Linked DNA regions of Sus scrofa: region 2 is linked to region 1. Evidence: chromatin contacts called from public HiChIP or PLAC-seq data. All regions are on one chromosome and are shown on one strand. The core of a region is the stretch at or near the end of the contact, and the rest is flanking DNA. Distances in the headings are between cores, read along the strand shown.

What was found. HiChIP or PLAC-seq counts read pairs in DNA pulled down with a chosen protein or histone mark.
Region 2: an H3K27ac HiChIP or PLAC-seq map of alveolar macrophages shows a contact between it and region 1. The contact joins two enhancer-like sites. A contact is called at or near these places in 1 of 47 Hi-C or Micro-C datasets (embryonic fibroblasts) and 1 of 2 datasets of contacts at active chromatin or transcription factors (alveolar macrophages).

What each region holds. Positions count from the first base shown.
Region 1 is chr8:80,569,672-80,573,457 of Sscrofa11.1, reverse strand. All of the region lies in intron 4 of NR3C2 (mineralocorticoid receptor), which reads right to left. Among named protein-coding and RNA genes, the nearest start is that of NR3C2, 270 kb to the right of the region's middle. Within about 2 kb of position 2,192, at least 10 of the 83 cell types and tissues checked have an H3K27ac peak or open chromatin away from gene starts, as enhancers often do. A contact at or near this core is called in alveolar macrophages, where this site is marked.
Region 2 is chr8:80,860,135-80,863,920 of Sscrofa11.1, reverse strand. The region is part of intron 10 of ARHGAP10 (rho GTPase-activating protein 10); the gene reads left to right. Among named protein-coding and RNA genes, the nearest start is that of ARHGAP10, 160 kb to the left of the region's middle. Within about 2 kb of position 1,785, at least 1 of the 83 cell types and tissues checked has an H3K27ac peak or open chromatin away from gene starts, as enhancers often do. A contact at or near this core is called in alveolar macrophages, where this site is marked.

The DNA of each region.
Region 1 (3,786 bases), core at 943-3,442:
AACCCCAAAGGTGGAAAAGTTAAGTTCTCGAGCCCCTGGCCCCTTAAAGTCAGATTGGGATGACAACCCACTAGGACAGATTGCAAATGAAAACGGAGACAGAAGCAACAATGGGCATCAGTGGGCATCTATATACTCAGCAGATGGTTTCCAACATCCCTAGGTTTTACATCTAAAAAGTCTCAAGATAAGCAGCTTACTTGGGTAGGCTCATCAGGGTGCCAGTGAGCACCTATGAATATGTACATTCCTACGAGGGATGAACGGCTGCATCAAATGCCTGCTCTTGCTTCTCTTCTAAGATGTCATCAGTCACAAAACAAGACATCAGCTTAGAGTTTCAAAGGAAACCAACAAAAATTAAACAGACACATTGGTTGCAAATGATAATCACTACAGTGAAAATCTGAAGGAAAAAAATGCATTAGTGTTGAAGAAATAGAGTAAATCTTTAAATGCTATCTGCCTGGGGACCAATCCTAAACGCTCCTCTGGAAATTCTGCAGGATCAAAATACCCATTGTTTTATTCAAGCTGGATTACTGTGACAATTAATATGGCTTAACTTAGATATGAAGATTCAGAAAACATACTTTCACTGATTTATGGAAGTGTGTTATTTTCCCCTCCACGTTTACTGTTCAAAAGTCCCATTGACATTCTTCTCGTCTACAAGCAAGAACAACAGAAAAGCAAAAAAAAAAAAAAAAAAAAAAAAAAACCAAAAAACAAAAAAATGGTATTTCTTCATAAAACTCAGTACGCATGGGCTTTCTAAACTTCTATGGACTACTGCATTTCCGGCCTCAGGAGACCCTTAAAGATATAAAAATTGTTTCTCTTATTGGATTTCAGATATTAAACCTCCTTTCTCACTGGCGTTGATGCTGTGATTTCTCTCCCCAGACCTGTGCTGCATGTTGAGTTTTGCAGGTGACCACCGAGCTAGTCAGAGCGAGCTGCTGGCAGGTGAAGCCAATTTTCCTCAAGTAACATGATGGCTCTCTCTGGGCTTCCCTGTGTCATGGTTCTGTCATTCTGTGCATCCTGGGTCTTTTGTTTTCCACTCACTTCTCTACTTCAGTTTTTAAAGCATTCCCCAGCAGGAGACTTACTGATGTCCATAAGTCTTTTTTTTCTCTCTCTCTCCTGTTCTCCTTCTTCCTGTTTGTCTCTGTAGGGCTAATTCATCTGATGCTCAGTAGCACAATTCATCTTAGGTTTCCCTGTTTTTATTCAAAATGGAGAAGGCTATTTTCTTTAAATTTCATAGGATCTATAAGCTAGCAAAGAGAGAAGCAAAACCGTATCCGTCATATGACTTCACAAACACAAACGTATCGTATTCTCCCACTTCCTCCGGGTCTTCTGACTCAGGCACAGCTTCTCCTAAAGAGCTGTCATCATGGAATAAGGAATCTAAGTAATTGCGCATATTCATTTTTCATTATTACTTTTTTGCAGGAAGTATTCTGTGTTGTTATAAATTTTCATAGCCATAATTTTATTGGCTGATTAATATTGCATTATGTGGATGAATTTTCATTTAAATTTTTTCCTCTCTTTGGCTCTATTCCTTTTTTTTTTTTTTTTTGGTCCTTTTAGGGCCGCACCTGCAGCACATCAAAGTTCTCAGACTAGGGGTCGAATTGGAGTTATAGCTGCCAGCCTATGCCACAGCCACAACAACACCACATCTGAGCTGCATCTGTGACCTACACCACAGCTCACAGCAACACTAGATCCTTATCTCACTGAGCGAGGCCAGGGATCAAACCTGCAACCTCATGGTTCCTAGTTGGATTCGTTTCCACTAAGCCACGACGGGAACTCCTCTTTGGCTCTATTCTTATCAGGAATATAGGAGTATCCATTTCTTTGAATGGTTCCCAGCATTAACCTCACTTTTCTCTTCCTTTCTCGCCTTGCTGCCTTCTCTGCAGTCTCCAAAAGAGCAACCATGAGGTCTGCCATTGCTACTGCTTCCTGTGTCTGAGGGTCTTTTTCTCTTTTCACAAGACAGGATCCATTCCAAGGGAGAAAAAAAAGGTGGATCTGGAGTTGGCCACCTTTTAAAGGCTCCGGCTCAACCAAATAAAAGTGATGGTCGGGATTAAGGAAAGCTGTAGATAGCTTGGAAAGAAACTGAAACCAGAATTAGGAGTAGCCTGTGGTTTGTGAAATTGACATTTTTAAAGCTACCGGAAGAAAGAGTCTGCTATTTTGGAGTCTTTATGAAAGGAATGTGAAAGTGGACTTGAGCCTATCTGATAAAAAATGAACTGGGTTGGGGGGGGCTTGGAAAAGAGAAAAGACAACTGTATTAGACTCCTTAGGTTGTGTTTTTCAAGTCTCTGATGATATAATAATCTTGGATTCCAAGTTCCTCAGCTGTAAGCAGGAAGACTGGAACAGAAGATCTCCTCTATATTCCATGGCCGGAATGCAGTCAAGTTGAAACACCACAAAAGGACTCATTCTTCTTCTTTTTTTAAAAATTTTATTGTATAGTTGACTTACAATGTTGTGTTAGTTTCAGGTGTACAATAAAGGGAATCAGTTATACATATGCATATATATTTGTTGTCAGATTCTTTTCCCACAGAGGTTATGACACAGTGCTGAGTAGATCTGAGGGCCACGTAGCCTTAACGCTGTGCTGAAGACACATACAATCTAAAAGACAAGTAGAGCCTCCTCTTGAGATTATTGGCCTGTAACAGCAAAGTGATGAATTCCTTTGGAAGAGGCTATGCAAAGTAGTCAAGGCTCATGGAAACAGACCCAGGCCTTTTTGAGATGTACTATTAGGGGACTATAGGGGGTGTGGCAGGCCCAACCAGGGGCCAGAAAAACTGCTGATTTCCTTTCAGTTTCTCTGTGGACATTCTCACTTCTGCTCTATTTTCCTTTGCATGCAGCCTAAAGTACAGTGGGATTGTAAGGCAAAAGGACAGTGTCTGGGAGTTCCTGTTGTGGCTCAGTAGTTAACAAATCAGACTAGAAACCATGAGGTTGTGGGTTCGATCCCTGGCCTTGCTCAGTGGGTTAAGGATCTGGCGTTGCCGTGAGCTGTGGTGTAGGTTGCAGACGCGGCTCGGATCCCACGTTGCTGTGGCTCTGGAGTAGGCTGGCAGTTACAGCTCCGATTAGACCCCTAGCCTGGGAATCTCCATATGCTGAGGGAGTGGCCCTAGAAAAGGCAAAAAGACAAAAAAAAAAAAAAAAAAAAAAAAAAAAAAAAAAGGACAGTGTCTGTGACAAGAGGTACTGTGGAAGGCTTTTATTTCTGATACAAAGAAACCTGCTCCTCTTCTTCCTTCCACTTTCAAATGGAGTGGCCTATCTGGGGACACAGTTAGGTTGACATGCTAACCAGCTGATAGGATAGGAAGAAAAATATTCTAAAATACTTTGGATTCCCAAAGTCTTTAGAAAGGGGACAGGCTAATTTTGTCCCCGAAAATGGGCTAATTTTCCCTAACAGAAAATTAGCATTTATGGGGTTGTGTCTGCCTCAACTCCCAAGAGAGGTAGCTGGAAAGAAGGTGGATAAAAACTCTGGGAAGCCCTGCTTTGCTAGGAAAACCAGAGTGAGACTGGACCATGTATAAAAAGGTTTTCATTCAAATATTTAATTTAAAAATTTTTCACTCATATATTTAATTTCATTCATATATTTAATTTAAAAAACTGCTTCACAAGTTCCTTGGTGGCCTAGTGTTTAAAGATTTGGTATTGTCACTGTTGTGTCTGGGGTGTGTCCCTGGCATGCCCAGGGACTTG
Region 2 (3,786 bases), core at 536-3,035, 290 kb before region 1:
TGGTTCCTAGTTGGATTCGTTTCTGCTGCCCCATGACGGGAACGCCCTGAAAAAAAAAAAGTTATTATTTTTTTTCTCTTTGTTGAGAAGCCTAGAGGTGGTCAGATCAGGGTTGCTGTGCTTCTCGGTGTCAGCACTGCTGCTTCTTGCGCATGGTTTACTTTCCTTGTCATGTAGGTCCAGGACGCAGGCTCCCATCTGGTACACAACATCGTCTCTTGTTGCTAGAGCACTTCTCAGAGGAAGCACACACCGCTTTCACTCATATACCATTGGCCTGAATGGAGCTTTCAGGAACCTAGCTGCAAGGGAAGCTGGGAAGTGCTGAGGCAGGGAAACTGCTGTCTTTTGTTTCCAGACATCCCTGTGCTATTGTTGTAGTTGGGGAATTTATTACTGAGACTGAAGTGGAGAAGAGAAGGCTGGGTTTGGTTTCCAACTAGCCTTTTTTTTTTTTTTTTTTTTTCCTTTTTTAGGGCTGCACTTGGAGCATATGGGGGTTCTCAGGCTAGGGGTCGAATTGCTGCAGCTCCAGCCTACACCAGAGCCACAGCAATGCCATATCTGAGCTGCATATGTGACCTGCACCACAGCTCACGGCAACACTGGATCCTTAACTCACTCAGTGAGGCCAGGGATTGAACCAGCAACCTCATGGTTCATAGTCGGATTTGCTTCCACTACGCCATGATGGGAACTCCCTAACTAGCCTTTTACTGCTTTTATTATCAATAGTTAGGTGGATGTGTGCTTCATTTTTCTTCCTTCAGTTCACCGAAAGGTTACTTTGATTATTTTAGTTAAGAGGGAGAATTTTAAGAACATACATGCTGGAGTTTCCTAGTGGCAGAGTGGGTTAAGGATCAGGCATTGTCACTGCTGTGACTCAGGTTCAATCCCTGGCCCAGGAACATTTGTGTGCTGCAGGTGCAGCCAAAAAAAATAAAAAGAACACATACGCTAGGAATGCCATTAGCAAAGTGAAAAGACAATCCACAGAATGGAAGAAGATACTTGCAAATGGTACGTCTGAAAAGGAACTTGTATTCAGAATATAGAAAGAACTCATCACCTAATAAGTAGTTCCTGCTCTGGCACAGTGGGTTAACAGTCTGACTTGTCTCTGTGGAGGTTCTGATTTGATCCCTAGCCTGACGCTCTGGGTTAAGGATCCGGCATTGCCCCAGCTGTGGCATAGGTTGTGGCTCTGACTTGGATTTGATCCCTGGCCCAGGAACTTTGATATGCCAAGCCTATGTCTGAAAAACAGAAAAAAAGACAGTCAAATTAAAATGGGCAAATGTTCTGGATTAGACATTTCTTCAAAGAAAATATACCGGTGGCTATAAGCATACGAAAAAATGTTTAATATCATGAGCTAGTGGGGAAATGCAGATCTAAACTGTGATGAGAGTCTCCCGGTAGGACGACTCTAATCAAAAAGGCAGATAATAACAAATATGGGTGAGGATGTGGAGAAATTGGAAATCTTCCATACTGGTAGTGGAAATTTGAAATGATATAGCTGATTTGAAACACATTTGTCAGGTCTTCAAAAAATTAAACATGAAGTTACCATGTGACCCAGAAAATTCTGCTCCTAGCTATATAAATTAGAGAAATGAAAACCTCTGTCTCTACCTAAAGACCTGCACAGGAATGTTCACAGAAGCGCTATTCACAACAGCCAGAAAGTAGAAACAACCCAAGTATTCATCAAGTGATAGATAGACAGATAAACAGTGGTGCATCTACATGATGAAATAGGATTTGGCAATAGACAGAAATGAGGAACTAATACACTCTGTGTTTCATTTTCAAGCAAATTATGCCCAGAGCTTGAGATTGTCTTTGGCAATATTTTATTTTTTTAATTTTAACTTTTATTGTAGTATAGTTGGTTGACAATGTTAAGTTAGTTTCAGGTGTACAGCAAAGTGACTCAGTTATACACACACACACACACACACACACACACACACACACACACACACACACACACACGTATCCATTCTTTTTCAGATTCCTTGCCAATATTTCACACAGGTTCACTGTGGGAATTAGAATACTTTCACAAGCCAGTAGCATGTAGGATACAGGATATCTCTTCATAAACTAATAAAGATGTTACGTACTCCAAAGCAGTAATAGATTAATTGCACTGTCATTCCAAGCAAGGGAAGACGAAGGGAATAAAGTCCACATGTAGCTGAGGTGTACCTTTCTATGAGTTGGCTCTTGGGAGAGACCGCTTGACCAACCGAGGGCAGCAGTGGGACATCCCCGGTTGCTAGGGAACTAAGGAGCCAGTGTTGATGGACAGCATCATCTTCGTGGAGCTGCTGCCTGGCTTTTGGCACTGTTGGTAAAAGAGTCACCTTGACTACCGCAGGAGCTAACGCCCCAGGGTCATCAGAAAGCTCTTTAGATCAGCAGCAGGTAGCCTTGCCCAGACCACTCTCGGGTCGATGTCACAAACTCTGTGTGTTCAGAATCCAAAGCGCGCGCTCTCCATGGTCGCCTGTCCACCTGTTCTTACTGATCAGCCCCGAGTAGGGCCCTTCACTAGCTGAGCTGCTCAGTGCTTTCAGCAATGACAGATATGGATGATCCCTCCTGACTCACATACTCACTTTTATAGCAAAACGATAACTTCATTCTTGAAAAACAACTTTACTCTTAAAAACAGCTTCCTTTTCATCATAAGAAGATTTGGAATCATCATCAGACCGCTCGGCAACATGCTGCATACGGTGTGGATGAACTTCAAGAGCAGTCTGCTGGGTGAAAGCAGCCAGTCCTAAAAGTTAAGGACCTGGTGTTGTCACTGCTGTGGCTTAGGTCACTCCTGTGGCACCAGTTTGCCTAGGAACTTCTGCATGCTGCAGGCACGGCCAAAAATAAAAATAAAAAATAGACTATGTGTTGTATGATTCCATTTATATGAAACATCCAGGACAGGCAGATCTCTATGGACAGAAAGCAGATGAGTAGTTGTCCAAGGCTGGGGGTTTGGAGGGAAATAAAGAGTAATGGCTAATGGGTGTTTTGTTTTGTTTTGTTGTAAGGGGTGATGAAAATGCTGTCATTGATTTTGGTGATAGTTGTACAACTCTGTGACTATATGAAAAGCCACTGAACTGTACACTCTCGGTGGGTTTTATGGTGTGAATTATATATCAGTAAAGCTGAAGAAAAGGAACACAGCTGCAAGTTAAGAAATACTTACCACAACTAAAATAAGGCTGGTAAAATAACTATAAACATTTACTCCCTCAAGCCAGCCACACTTGAGATACCATGGGCTGTGAAATGATCACGTCACTCGTGAATAGGTTGTAGAAGAGCATTTTGTCTCTGTTCTTTTCCCACGGCAAGCTCTAGGCTGTCGGGAGGTGCAGCTTTGCTTCCAAAAACGGGGAAATATCCCCCCTCCCCTCACCTGGACAGTTTTGTTACCTAAGGTGCTTTTCATTTCCTTGCACGCTTGCCACATCCCACGTTGTACTGTGACCCCGCACACTTGCTTGATCAATAATTGCCATTTTGTGAGGTTCTCCCACACACCCCATCCAGGCACTGCTTAAAGAAAATGCTTCCCATTTTGCTGTCATTAATCTGACATTTCAAATACTCTATTTGGTTTGATGTTGCCTTGTTCCTAGTATGTTGCAGTCGAAAGGATGCCAGCAAGATCCGTCTTATCTTTATAATTCACCCATTTGTATTTTCGTGTTGATGGTGGGAAGAGGAAACCACCTGTGTACCTGAAGGATCGCCTGTTTT